Linked DNA regions of Anas platyrhynchos: region 1 is linked to region 2. The links are chromatin contacts, called in public Hi-C maps. All regions are on one chromosome and are shown on one strand. Each heading gives the region's core, a stretch centred on a gene start, on an enhancer-like site or on the middle of the called end of the contact. The rest is flanking DNA. Distances are from core to core; before and after follow the strand shown. Region 1 overlaps NOS2 (nitric oxide synthase 2). Region 2 holds the start of TMEM97 (transmembrane protein 97).

Evidence for each region. Hi-C and Micro-C count contacts between places; a contact is called where the count stands out from the background.
Region 1: a Hi-C map of subcutaneous adipose tissue shows a contact between it and region 2, with 2.1 times the contacts expected there. The contact joins the enhancer-like site here to the promoter of TMEM97 in region 2. A contact is called at or near these places in 2 of 8 Hi-C or Micro-C datasets (liver and subcutaneous adipose tissue).

Annotation. Positions count from the first base shown.
Region 1 is chr20:1,008,870-1,014,934 of IASCAAS_PekinDuck_T2T, reverse strand. NOS2 (nitric oxide synthase 2) reads right to left here. Exons shown (of 26, transcript NM_001310393.1): 26 at 5,900-6,001. The coding sequence ends at 5,900. It overlaps KSR1 (kinase suppressor of ras 1), which reads left to right. Exons shown (of 19, transcript XM_027472475.3): 19 at 1-1,276. Among named protein-coding and RNA genes, the nearest start is that of NOS2, 21 kb to the right of the region's middle. Within about 2 kb of position 2,679, at least 2 of the 8 cell types and tissues checked have an H3K27ac peak or open chromatin away from gene starts, as enhancers often do.
Region 2 is chr20:885,877-892,904 of IASCAAS_PekinDuck_T2T, reverse strand. It overlaps TMEM97 (transmembrane protein 97), which reads left to right and starts at 4,505. Exons shown (of 3, transcript XM_027471967.3): 1 at 4,505-4,771; 2 at 5,615-5,759; 3 at 6,271-7,028. The coding sequence starts at 4,649. The coding sequence ends at 6,521. It overlaps NLK (nemo like kinase), which reads left to right. Exons shown (of 12, transcript XM_038165881.2): 10 at 1-144; 11 at 594-693; 12 at 1,260-3,410. The coding sequence ends at 691.

The DNA of each region.
Region 1 (6,065 bases), core at 1,430-3,929, 120 kb before region 2:
ATTTGCTGTTTGCTCTCTCACAATAACACTGTGTCACAGGCTTAAACAGAGGTTGTTTTCCCAGCAACTGCTGCTGAAGCAACAACAGCACCATACCCCCAAAAGTGGGGAGGAGCGCGTGGCGTAGTGATGCTGAGAGGCAGACCCCCAGGCCGAAGCCCTCCCTTGGTTGCAGCAGCCCAGCTCCCAAACCCTCAGCCTTTCCTCAGCCTGTCCTCGCCTGCTCAGCGGTGGTAACGCTGCTGCGGCCACGTGCAAGCACAATGCTGAGCAAGCAATGTATTCTTATCGCTCTTAATAAGGTGACTGGCTGGACGGACAGCTTAAAACAAAACAATAGTATTGAAAAACACAGAAAATTTGTTTCTCCTATGACTGCCTGCAGGTGTAGTTCAAGAGCAGCTCTGGTCCCCTGCTTTCAGGATGGCCACTTGCCTAAAACCTCACGTCCCTTCATGCTGCGTTTTGAGGCGTGCAGAACACCAACGGGAGGCTTATCCCCGCACACCGGCCGAGCAGTGCCTGGTGGTGGGAATCCTGTCCTGCTGCTCCAGGGAAGGGTTTCAAAATACGTCTTTAAATCCTGAGATTTGAGATCCCAATTCAACCCTTCCTTGGATTTGCGTTCAACTCCCATGTTGCCCTTGAAAGCAAAACCCAGCCTCCTGAACCCAGTTATTTCAGAGAGCAGGGACCGATTACTGTCTCTGGGATAATATTTGTTTTAATCAGCTGGTGTGATACACACAGAAGTCAAACAAAACCAGTGGAGTTGTACAGCTGTGAAGTCAAGCTCTTATCCCTTACTATGTTGCAAACCAAGCGACAGTCATTCGGTCTCGGTCGCATTGTACTGTCCCGTGTGCTGTCTCCTCGTGTGCTGGTGTAAGGGCGTGAAGCACGGTAAGCCTGTACCATTGTAGAGTTGTAAATGTGAAGCTGGCTGTACAATGCTGCTACAATAGCCACATGTCAGTAGTGAATGTAAATGGAGTCTGTAATATGGTGAAAATGGACACGTTTTCTTTTCAAATGTGATGTAAACTTTGTACAGTAAAAGAATTTTTTTTATATTTTCTATCAACTGAGTGTCTTCCAGAATTGCTATTAAATTAATTAAAAATTGTTAGTATTAATAACAGTTTCTGTATTAGTTTATGCAACCAGCAAAAAAAAAAAAAAAGACAAAGTGCACTCTATGCTAATAAAATTCTGGGTATGTAGGAATCTCTTCAGTGAATAAATCTTTGCTCTGGATAAAGCAAGCATTACAGAATTGTGGTTTGAGCTTTTTCTCCCCGTTGCCTTGTACCTTCCTGCCCTGCCAAGCCCTGTGGAGGTGGGTGGCAGCCAGGGCCGGGGCTGGGTGAGCCCTGGAGGTCCCCGCGCTGTCCCGTGAGCCCAACGCTGAGCCCTGCCCCAGCAAGGCAGGCTGGCCATGGAGCCAAGGGGCACCCCCAGCCCCTGTCCCACCTGAAGCCCCCTGACCCTTGTCCTTGTGAGCTCGGCTAAGCAACAAACACCCCGGCTTTGGGACACCCCATTCCCCAGCGTGATCCCCGGTGGGCTATGGGGTAACGTGCTGGCTGCCGGGAGGTGGGCACCCTGAGCACACCGCTCCCTGCAGCAGGACTGACAAACCTTCCTTTCCTGGTGTTACTGTAACCCTCCAAAACCCCAGCCAGGGAAAAGTACAAAACAGTGTTAGAGCCTATGAGGGCAAGGGCTACAGAGAGGAGCACTACGTGGTGAGCTGCGATAAGTTATCCTGTGAGCTGAGACAGGAGAGCCTGCAAAGCATCGCACAGACCGTGCCCTCCTCAGTTTCACTTTCTGGAGGAATTGACCCAAAAGCCCTGCTGTGTGTGGGGCGGGAAGCAGCAGAAGCAGCGTTTGCACCGTTGGGGTTACGCTCCCATCAACCAGGAAGAAAGAAGTGCTGGGCAGGCTCCCTGGCTCCCTGCAGGCTGTGGCGGCAGTGGTGCTGCCTGCTGTCCATGTGCACCCCGACCTTTTCCCCCTCTGGAGCTCCCGGCCTCAGCCCTGGCTCGCTGGGGGAAGCGGCAGTGCCAGGGACACCTGCCCTGCTCGGGGCTGGGCACGGCAATGCGTTAATTACTCCCTGGGCCGTTGTGCTGCTGCCAAACAGCTTTACACCAAAAATAACGGCAGCATTGCCCTGTCCTGCTGGGAGAAGGCCCGCACGTTTTAGGAGCACAATTTCACGTTTCATCCACTTTATCCAGATCTTTCATGTGCAAGCAGTAAAAATCCAAGAATCTGTTTTCTCTGAAGGACAACAAAAGCTTCCTCCCCTTCTTTTTTTTCTGACGTAACCCACACTCTCACCTCAACAAAGACAAATTCGAGCACAGAGACCGCTTGTGGCTCCACACAGCTGCAGTGGAGCCTTCCAATGCCTTCGAAACCTCAGCACCAGAGGGGAGCCTTTTAGCAGTGCTGCTGCTCGATCCTGGCTATTCAACGCCTCGCAGTGCAGATAAAACATCTCGGCGCAAACAAGGCCATGGTGGCTTATTCAGAAAGGGCACCAAATAACTGCCCACAGGGCATAAATAGATCGAGCTACAGATGAAGTGACTGGAGCAGGACCTAGGAGAGCTGGACACACCACCTTCACGCTCAGAGCTCAGCCTGTTCCCACACACAACAGGCAAGAGTTCAGCCCTCACCCTGCACCCAGCCCTGGCTGCCCAGCAGGGTTACTGGAGCAGAGGAGCTCCTTTGCACTCCTGAGCACACATTCAGAGAAGGGAACCTCTCTACACAGTTATAAAACAATGCAACGATTGAAAACAAAGCAAAAACCACATTTTGCCTACCTGAAGTCACTCCTCCTTCCTTGCACTGGGGTTTGTCAGCACAGCCTGCACCTCAACACTGTGCCAGCCATCTTCTTCCACTGCTCTGCCCCATGGGGCTCAGCTGTTCCTCGTTATCCTGCTTGGCAGTAGCTCATCAGTCACACCTGGCTGTCCTCCTGAGCCCCACGCCCCTGCAGCATGCAGAACAGCATGGCAAAAACTCTGTCAGGCTGGGCAGCCACTTAAACTGAAGGCACTGAAGTTATCCCAGCATTTACCCTAATGCTAGGCTTGGACTTCTGTTAGCTTTCAGCTATACAATAATGTGCTAATGGATCCCATCCACATATCACTGCTTTTGCATTTAGGAAATGCATTCGTATGGCAGAGCCCTACAGATTTATGGGGTATAGGGAAGCAAATGGTGTATCTGTACTGCAAGCCCAGTGACATACCAAACTGGCATGAGGACTGGCACTTTCAGTTTAGCTGGACCAACCTGTGGATTTGGGAAGCCGGGGAACTCTGCCAACAATCAAAAGTGGCTAGAGGACTGCAGGAAGAAAAAGGTCTGCATTTCAGTGCCATGGCATTCACCCTTTTTTGAATACTGAATACCATTAAAGCTGCCTAAGGTGGGCATTAATGTAACAGCCCGCTAATTGCTTCAGAAAGTGTTGATCTGTAATTTCTAGTTAGGTCTGAAATCGGTGAGATGCATAATCATCTCCCTAACTTATAGCCCTGAACAATTCCTCTGCTTCTAGCAGAATTACTTAAGTGCTTAAACTAATGCACGTGCTTCAATCTGTTACTGACTTGGGGCTGTAATGAACACTTTAATAACTGCAGAGCAGGCTTTTTGATCATATTTGGGATTTTAAAATATGTATTTTGTATCTGGTTTCTTAAATGAAGTTTCAGTTCTTGTGTTGGAATAGAATAATTATCCACTGACCTTAACATCTGCACTTTATCTTCCCCCTTTATTCCCCATTTATTAAAAAAAAGCAATTATACACAGCTTCAAACCAGTGCTGTAATTGAAGTTAACTTACAATTGGGCCGGTTTAAATAAATTCACAGAGTTGAAACAGATCTCTATTTTTATTCTTATTTTTAATCCTTTCCCTTAACTGCCTTAGAACCTGTCTTTTAGGGGGAGATTTCTGCAATGGTGGAATTAAGATGAAAAAGTCCCCAAGTAAAACTTGCTTCATCAACTTAGAATTTATCAATGGGAAGTCATGCAATTTCGGAACCAATACACAAACACTTGGGTCTCTTGCTCTGACCTGTCAGAGGTTTATGGGAATTTCCCCCTCTCCGAATGAAAGTGAAATATGGGCAAGCATTTGTAAAGTATTATGGTAATACTTAAAAGTAAGTGATTACGCAGAAGAAAAACATGAGATGTAAAGAAAGGATCCTAGCAAGAAAATGTACCTATTTTGTTATGTGCGTGAAAAATGGGTTGCACTGTAATGTACCTCCCAAAACAGCAAGGAACACATCGGACTTTTAAAATGCAGAACTTTTGTTTCCTGCCTTTGTGGCGTTTGAACTCCAGCACTCAGTGAGACCTGGGCTTATTGAGAACTTTCTTAATGGAAAGTGAAATTGCCTTGTTCTACTTCCATCCCACCCCAAAACTGTAGTATCAGAGAACATCTGTTAAATGAAATATGAAATAACACTCACAGTATATACTAGATGCCCATCAGGACCCCATACTTGCTATGAACCTCCTCTGTCCTTTACTGTCTGTATCTGCTGTCTGATACTTCCTGTTCTCTGCCATCACTGTCCACATTCTTTCAATTATGCTGTATTTTTCATCTTATGTTTAAGGCTGTCCTGAAGTACATGTGAAACACTGTATGTACATGACATTGTTGACTTCTGAGTGTCAGCTTCATCAGATTCTAGCTCCTGGAGACAAAGGATGACAGGAAAATCTCACCTTTAGCTTTTTAATATCATCATAAAACCCTGGTAATTTTAGAGAAAGAACTATAAGTTGTGACATAACTGCAAGGCACAGACAGAGACAAAGTCAAAAACCACAGCAAAATACATTGCTCTAATTGTTATTTTATACTCTTTAGTTCACAAGCCAATCTCACTAGGGACAGATTCACTCTTTCCAGGCAGTAACAAAAATATGTAACTAGTCTTTGGTGGTCTGTGTAATTCACGGAGACGGGCTCTTTGTGTAAGGAGGGAGTGCTGGTCGGAGCTCAAACCCACTCTAATGGTACCCAAGAACTTACCCACCTCCCCTTTTTCAGGCTGAAGACAATAGCACAAAGAAGTACATTTAAACTACACCAACTTGTTTGTCTCAACATAAAGGTGTCTTTTATTGCAAACAAATCAAGTAAGTCAGAGCAAACAATTCAAATGTACAAAGTGCTTTGGAATTTTCTGAGTCTCACTGGCACAGGCCCTGTGACAACGACAATTCAGGTTGATACATCTGAATCGCATAAAGCAGAAATCAAAACTGCTACGTCCTCATGTGGATACATCTGAAGTGTATGCAGCAGGTATTTCCACTTATGAGCCATTATATTATTACCACATTTGCAAGTACTGCTTCAGATTCAACAAGAGGTGTCACTAGATATTTCCAAGTGACACAACCATTCATTTTCTTGCTTTAAAGTGAACATAAAACAGTAAAACAATATAAATAAATCCACACAGATAAATAGTCCATTTAAAAACAAATAAAAAAAATTACTTCTAGTTCATAGTAAAAACCACTCTATTTTCCTCGTGAGCAGGTTTTATATTTTTTATATTTACAAAAGACAGTAGATGTGTACTAGCCTAGACAGAATTAAAAAAATATTTTTCATCTTCACTATTCAGATAATTAAAAGAAGTCCCAGAATAAATAGAAAAAAAAAAAAGTTATATTTCATATTTTTCTTACTTAAGGCTAAGATTTAGAAGTCAAATCCTACAGTCAGATATGTGTGTGTTATTTAACATGAATAAGGAAGAGAATTTGACCCCTTGATCTTTGAAAATAACATCAAATGTGCAATTATGGTTTAAGATGTCTGTTAATTTGTGCTTGGACTGATGGGTTGCAAAGCTTTTACATCTCTTTTGACTTCATGTGGGAACACAGCCCCAAATATATCTTCATGGTAACGTTTTTGGCTCTGCAAAAATAAAAACAAAAACAAAACACCAAGAGATAAATTAAATCCTGCTAGCACCTCTTTA
Region 2 (7,028 bases), core at 3,256-5,755:
GGTTGCGATACCACACTTGTATGTGCAAATGCTGTTTTTCCACATCTACTGGAAGAGTTTATACTAGTGATTTTGAACCCATCACTAATCCCAAATTTGATGACACTTTTGAAAAGAACCTCAGTTCTGTTCGTCAGGTTAAAGGTGAGTAGTAGTTAAATCTTTGCATATGCTTTTATCCTCCTGCTCCATCCTTCAGTAGTATATAGTTAGGATATGCAATCTGGATGCATATACAATGCAAGGTGTCTTTTTTTTCCTTTCTGGTACTTTTCTGGAACAGATGATGGGAATAATTTGAATTGGGATTTAATCTGTAACTGGTTATCATCAATTCAGTACTATAGTATTGACTGACAGTTTTATTTTGTATGCGTTTATTTCAGTGTGCACATAAAGTTCTGTGTGAATTCCTGGTAAGAGGTATGCTATCAGATTAGAGCTAGGTAAACTGGAGTTCTTTTATCCTTACTAACATGTACTTTTGGTGAAGGAAGCTTTAGTTTCCTCCAGTCTGTGTTTCATTTAACTGAAGCACAAAGCTTTAATCTAATAGTCTGTTGTTTTTTTTTTTATTTTTCTCCTATTTACAGAAATAATTCATCAGTTCATTTTGGAACAGCAGAAAGGAAACAGAGTACCTCTCTGCATCAACCCTCAGTCTGCTGCTTTTAAGAGCTTTATTAGGTAACTGTATGTAATCACATCTGATATTAATTCACATTTATTATTAATACAGAATTCATACATCCATAATGTTTTTGTTTTGAGTTTCCGAGGATAAGAGAGGTCCATAGATAAATTCTGCAAAAAAATGCCTTAAGCATACGTGTAGTTACATTTTTAAAATAACTGTTCGAACACTTAGATTATATGAATACTTAGAATTCAAATAAAATGTGTAAAGGTTTTGAGTAATATTTTTGTAAATACAGAAAATTACAGTAATCAAGACTAAAAATTTGGATTGAAAAGTTGAGTTCTGATTGTAAAATTGCACTGTAAAAACATTGAAGTGAATGACAATTATAGCTAAAGTATCGTTAAGGAAGTAAGTAGATAAAGTATACTGAAATAGTCATTGTCAGTGTTGTTACCTGTTGGTCTTTTTTGTTTGTTTTGTTTTGTTCTTTGGGGGGTGTGTGGCGGGGATGAAATGTTCGCTTACTTGAAATGTTTGCTTACTGGTCAAGCATTAACTTTCTTGTCTATTAGCTTTTGCAAATGAACACTGATTTTCTGTGTCAATTGCATTCTAGTTCCACAGTTGCTCAACCGTCTGAGATGCCGCCATCTCCACTGGTTTGGGAGTAAAGTGGAAGATAATATACTACTGAAGATGTAATGTAGCTTTCCACTGGAGTCTGGGATTTGCAATTCTGGAGGTTAATCATGCTTGTACTGTAATTTTACTAATGAAGTTTTAAATTAACAACCACTACTTGTACAATATGAATAATATTTAGAAATGTACTAGACTTTTAATCTTGTAAAGTGGTTGTGCTTTTAGAAGAAAATATTTTACCCAGAGTTGCACGTGTTTTATGAATTCTAGTGCAGCTGTGATGGCTCAGCTCAGAACAAACAGAATTGAACCAAATTTGGGAAGGATTTTTTTTCTTTTTTTCTTTTTTTTTTCTTTTCTTTTTTTAATCAAAGAGAGCTTGTACAAAAAGATAGACATACATTTTGATATTGAGCCATTCCTGAAGATTTGGGGTTTTCTAAAACTAAGGAATACAGAAAACTTGACTGCGACCAATCATGAAGTCATGTCAGATGACAGTGACCACGGTAGGTGGGCATGTCACCTGGTGATCCAATCTATAAATAGCTTCTCACTAGAGCTGTGATGGTGATGTGTGCTGTTCTAAAATCAGATGTTGTGAGTAGAGAGAATGAGTTTGTGACTAGGAGAGACTAAACTTCTGTTTCCTTACCCAGTATAAATATATATATATATTTAATCTATTTTTATTAGAAGTTTTTTCTGCTCTTTCTTACATAAAAACCCCCCAGCATGCATCTTCTATGTGTGTAAATAATTCCATTTATGGGCTAATTTCAGAGATCCCTGACATCATTGCTGTATAGAGAGAAACTAGCTTGCACATTTTAGGTCTGTGAAATTTTGTGAGAATTTTTTCCTGCACTGGACAGTTGAGAGAAAAAAAAAGGAAAGGAAAAAAAAGCACATAGGGAATTATGTTAATTGTGTTTGTGTCTTTAGGCGAAGCTGTGGAAGTCTTGAAATGTCACAGTAGTAAATAACTTTTATTACTTTTTGGCTAATTCTTTTTCTGTTGGAACACTGAATTCTGTGCATATGTATATATGAACACAAATTGAAGGCCTCTACCTCCTGGAGTATACAACTTGGTTTGTTTACCTCCACATGATTTTTTTTTTTTTAAGTTCAGTGTGGAGACTTGAAACTTGAATGTCCCTTCCAACTTTTATATTTAAAACAAGACTAGAAAATTGAAGACTGTTTTTCACCTGTACAAAGAAATATTAAAGGGTGGTCTTAAAATTTGAACATTGGTCTGGAGAAAAACCATGGTGTTTGTTATGGACAATTAACTGTTAAAGTTATTGTAAGTTATCTGTATTTAGCAGAGTATTTTCAACGAGTGATCTGAGCTGAAATTGGAGACTATTAGTAAGTTATGTTTGGAAGTTTTAACTTCAATGAAGTAATTATTTGCTGTGAAAGAGACAAACATTGAATAACTGAACAAAGATGGTGCAATATCTTTGTTTTTTATGAGGCTCCTGAGAATAAAACCAACTGAAGCATTTCAATTCACTTGAATGAGAAACGTGTTTAATTAAAAGAGCCCAAGAAGACACTGGTATGAAAGGTAAAATCTCAGAGGTTGGTCAGTTAATGTGGCACACTTGCTGGTCACTTTGTAAAATGTAGATTTGAAGTACAGTGGTGAAAACATTAAATGTGACATTTGAAAAAGAAGTGTGTTATCTTTATTTCCTGTCTCATCTCCTACCTTTATTTAAGATTCGATTGTTACAATCTTGATTAAATGCTGTCTAAAAGAATACAAGTAAAAAGAGTTTATAACATCTTGTTTCGGGCATGGTTTTGATTTCTTTACACACGCATCTGCATACACGCATATATATGCACATATATGTGACTTTAATGATATTCATTTACTCTTTAAAATTGATCCTGGATAAGGGCAAAACTTGCTGATTAAATGAAAACAAGCAACTTACTGGCACTTGAGAGGTTGAAAGCCATCCATGCAAGTGTAGATTTTACTCTATTTGCAAAGTTTGTGACATTTTTTACAGTGCAAATGCTTTTATCTTTTCTATACTTGAAATGGAAACAATCCAACATGCAGTGGTGTTGCAACAATATGAATAAAAATGTTCATGTTTTATGTGTATGACTTGTTTAAACAAATGGAACTGTGTAGTTAAAGCCTCAAGACCTCATAAGAACTGAAGTGACACAAGGAGGATAAGCCTTCTTAGCATGGGCTGCCTTCCCAGGGGTGCCACAGGTACCGGGACTCAGGTACATGCCTCTTCTTCCACGTCTTCATACGCTTACGAGATAAGTTTTAACATGTTTTAGAACTGGTGATGCTGGTGTCATTATTGCTTCATGGCTGTCAATTGCTGAACTAGTTTTTGTTCATTCGCTGCCATTTTTTATTCTGTTTGTTAGATTCTCCTTCAGCATAAGACTAGGAAACAAAGGTACATACAGTTCGTTTGTTGGATCTTTGCATTTTGACACACAGTTTTGTTAGGGTATGAGTGCATAAATGGTACAATTAGTGACGTTTGCTTTGTTCATCCGTGTATATTTTTGAGCTCATTGCTAGAGGCTCATGAGTTAATTTTGTTCTTAAATGTATTAAGAGTAAGATGTCTTTTTGAACATTTACCTTCCAGGGTGTCTTGGTATGAATGTGGGCAGGGCACTGTGCAGAATGAGTAGTTTAAAACTGGCACAATTGGCACAAATGTGTTAGTAAAATTGTGTGCACGTAGCTACCACCAACAATAAAAAAGCTAGGCTAATGTTTTCAGTGGCCTCTACTGCATTTTACATTTTTAATGTAAGCTGATTACAATGAAAGTGAGAGAGCTTCTGCCAAAGACAATTTTGGGACTTGCTGTTTGCGCTACCACGAGGCTATGAATGCTTACCAGGCTGAACAGGTAGTTGTAATGGTTACTGGCTAGCGATTTTTCTAATAATCTTGTTTATGCTTTATTTCGGTAACAGAGTACCTACCTCTTCTTTATACCTGACAGACGAATTTTTAAAAAGTCTAATTTCATGGAAAACTGCCTACTTCTGCAATGCAGCTTGGGAGTGAGTAGAGCCCTTTGAGGCCTTCATCAGTGGGAGCGGGGGGAGAGCTGCAGGGGCAGCTCCCCCCCTGCGCCCCGGCCCGGCGGTGCCCGCAGCCACAGCACCACCAAGCGAGCCCCGGGCAGCGCTCAGGGGCCGCCTGCAGCTCCCCCAGCCTCCAGCAGCGGGCGGGGGGCTCCATCCCTCAGCCCGCGGGGCTCGGCTGCTTCCGCCCCCCCCCCCCTTCGGCCTCCTCCCGGCCTCCGCTCGCCGCTTCCGCCGCGGGCCGTGCCGGGGCGGGTCCGTGAGGCGATGGCCGGGTGGTGGCGGTGCGCGGAGCGGCTCTTCGCGCTCTACTTCGTGTCGCACGTCCCCATCACGCTGCTCATCGACCTGCAGCCGCTGCTGCCCGCCGCAGGCCTCTACCCGCGCAGCGTGAGTCGGGCCCGGGGGTCCTGGGGGTGTGTGTGTGTAGGGGGGGGGGCACTGGGAGCTGCTGGGTCCGGTGATTTGGTGCTGCTGGGACTGGGAACCTGTCACTGGGGCTGCTGGGCTCCTGTCACCCGGCACTGGGGGCTGCCGAGCTCTGGTCTCGCAGCGGCCTGCTGAAAACACGGGGGAGCTGTCACTGCCACGTGGGAGCAGGCAGGCCGACAGCCACGTTGATCAGTAAAAATTTCTGCGTTGCTGGGTTTTGAATAACGTTGTAGAAGACAATTGGAATGGTAGATGAATAGAAGATGAGTGGTTTGACCCGTGCTATCAGGACGAGTGCGGTACCTTCCCACGAGCTTTACATTTAGAGCGTTTGATTTTTGCCGTTCTGTACAATTAGTTCATTAGAGAAACCATTTCTAATTAATAGTTAACCAGCAAACCTCAATACGTATCTCTCTGTTCAAAGTCCAACTTAAAGCCGTGCTGGAGCTTACATTTCTGTCATGGAAACCAACAGCAGCTCCCCAAGCCCCGATGCCTCCATCAGACTGGGGCAGCGCAGCCGCCAGCCCCGCACGCTGCCAGGCGCTGGGGGCCCGGCTGGGGCAGCTGCCCCCGGCCACCCCCGGGGAGGTGCTGAGCCCCCTGGATGGGCACTGCCAGGGGCAGGAGGGAGAGGCGAGAGTTCGTTCCTATCTGCTGATGCCAACGTGCAGCTTTGTTGTGATTTTGGTCTTGTTTTGGTAGGAAATTGTGCCGATTGCTTTCCAAAAACTATTTTTCTCTTTGTGCCATTGATACTCAGTGTATTAATCTGCAGCTTTGTTCTTTTTTCTTAAGCTGACGGAGTTGTTAGAATGGTATGCAGTCACCTTTCGAGATCCCATGATGATGCAGCCCCCAGAGTGGTTTAAGGCGTTTATGTATTGTGAAGCCTTCCTACAAATGCCTTTCTTTCCCATTGCAGCGTACGCCTTCATAAAAGGTTGGTATAAAAGTGTAAGAAAATGTCCTGTGCAGCATTTATGCGTAGTGCTTTTTGGCTGCAGGCACAGTTTTATCAGTCTTAAGTGATTATAGGGACATAACCCATGGAGTGCTATTTTCATGGCAAATTTCATCTGAGAAAGAGTAGAAGAAGCCCTGTCAGAAATAAATACTATAGACTACAGACCCTTTACAGCAGCAGTCACTTACGTGAAACCAGCATCGACAATTAACATCTGGCAAGCTACCAATGTCAGCGAAGCTCTGGATCGTGCTTGTGTACTCACCACTTCTAACTGTGTGGAAATTTAGAATGAGCATGTGAAGTTTTAGTCATGAAAGCTTTAATTATTTCTCTGGGTTGCTACTCGTACTTATTTTCTAGTACATTTTTGGTATGGCTTATGGTTGTCCTGTGATAGATACAGATAATACTGCTGATTTTAAAATCACCAAATTCAGCTTGTTTCAAAACTTTTAAAATAGTTTTCTTTTTTGCTTCCATACAGGTGGTTGCAAATGGATAAGGACTCCTGCAATTATATACTCCACACATGTAGCTACATCTTTGGTTGCCATCCTTGCTCACATCCTTTTTCATGATTTCTCAAAGTCTGAGCATTTGGGTCCTCGGACACAACAGGAACGCCTAATTCTGCTATCTATATACATCCCTTACTTGCTGATACCACTTCTGATTCTTTTCACCATGCTGTACAGCCCCCAGTACAACCAAGTGGAGAAAAGGAAGAGGAAGTAGTCTGCTGTAAAAGTTGGATGCACAACATTCATACTTGTTTTGATTCAGCCCCTAGTCCTCTGGGACGAACACCTGTCTCGTGTTGTCAGTGCAACGCCTCTCACCAGAGCATCAGGCTCCCGCAAGAAAAGTTCGAATTGGCTTGAGTTTACAGCTCTCCTTTAATCAGGAGCAGCTTTGGCAGAAGCCTGAAGTGGCAGCTCCGTGTGGTGCCTGGGCTGTGCGTAGCTTAAGGGACCCAGCAGCTCTGCTCCCAGTATCGATTTTGTGTGGTACTTTTGTATTGGGAAAACGAACTTTTAACCATTTGATGTGTAACCATGTGATGGGGACGTGTGGGGGGTGGAAACTGCAGCTGACACTTTTCTTTCAACTTGCCTTTTTCCAAGAGGACTTCAGTAAAAAATCTGTCTTCTAAGAACATATCCTACAAAATCCGTAACTGATTACATACAAATTTGCAAAGCTATAATCTTTTTCTCTGCAACTTTTGAAGCATTTCAAATC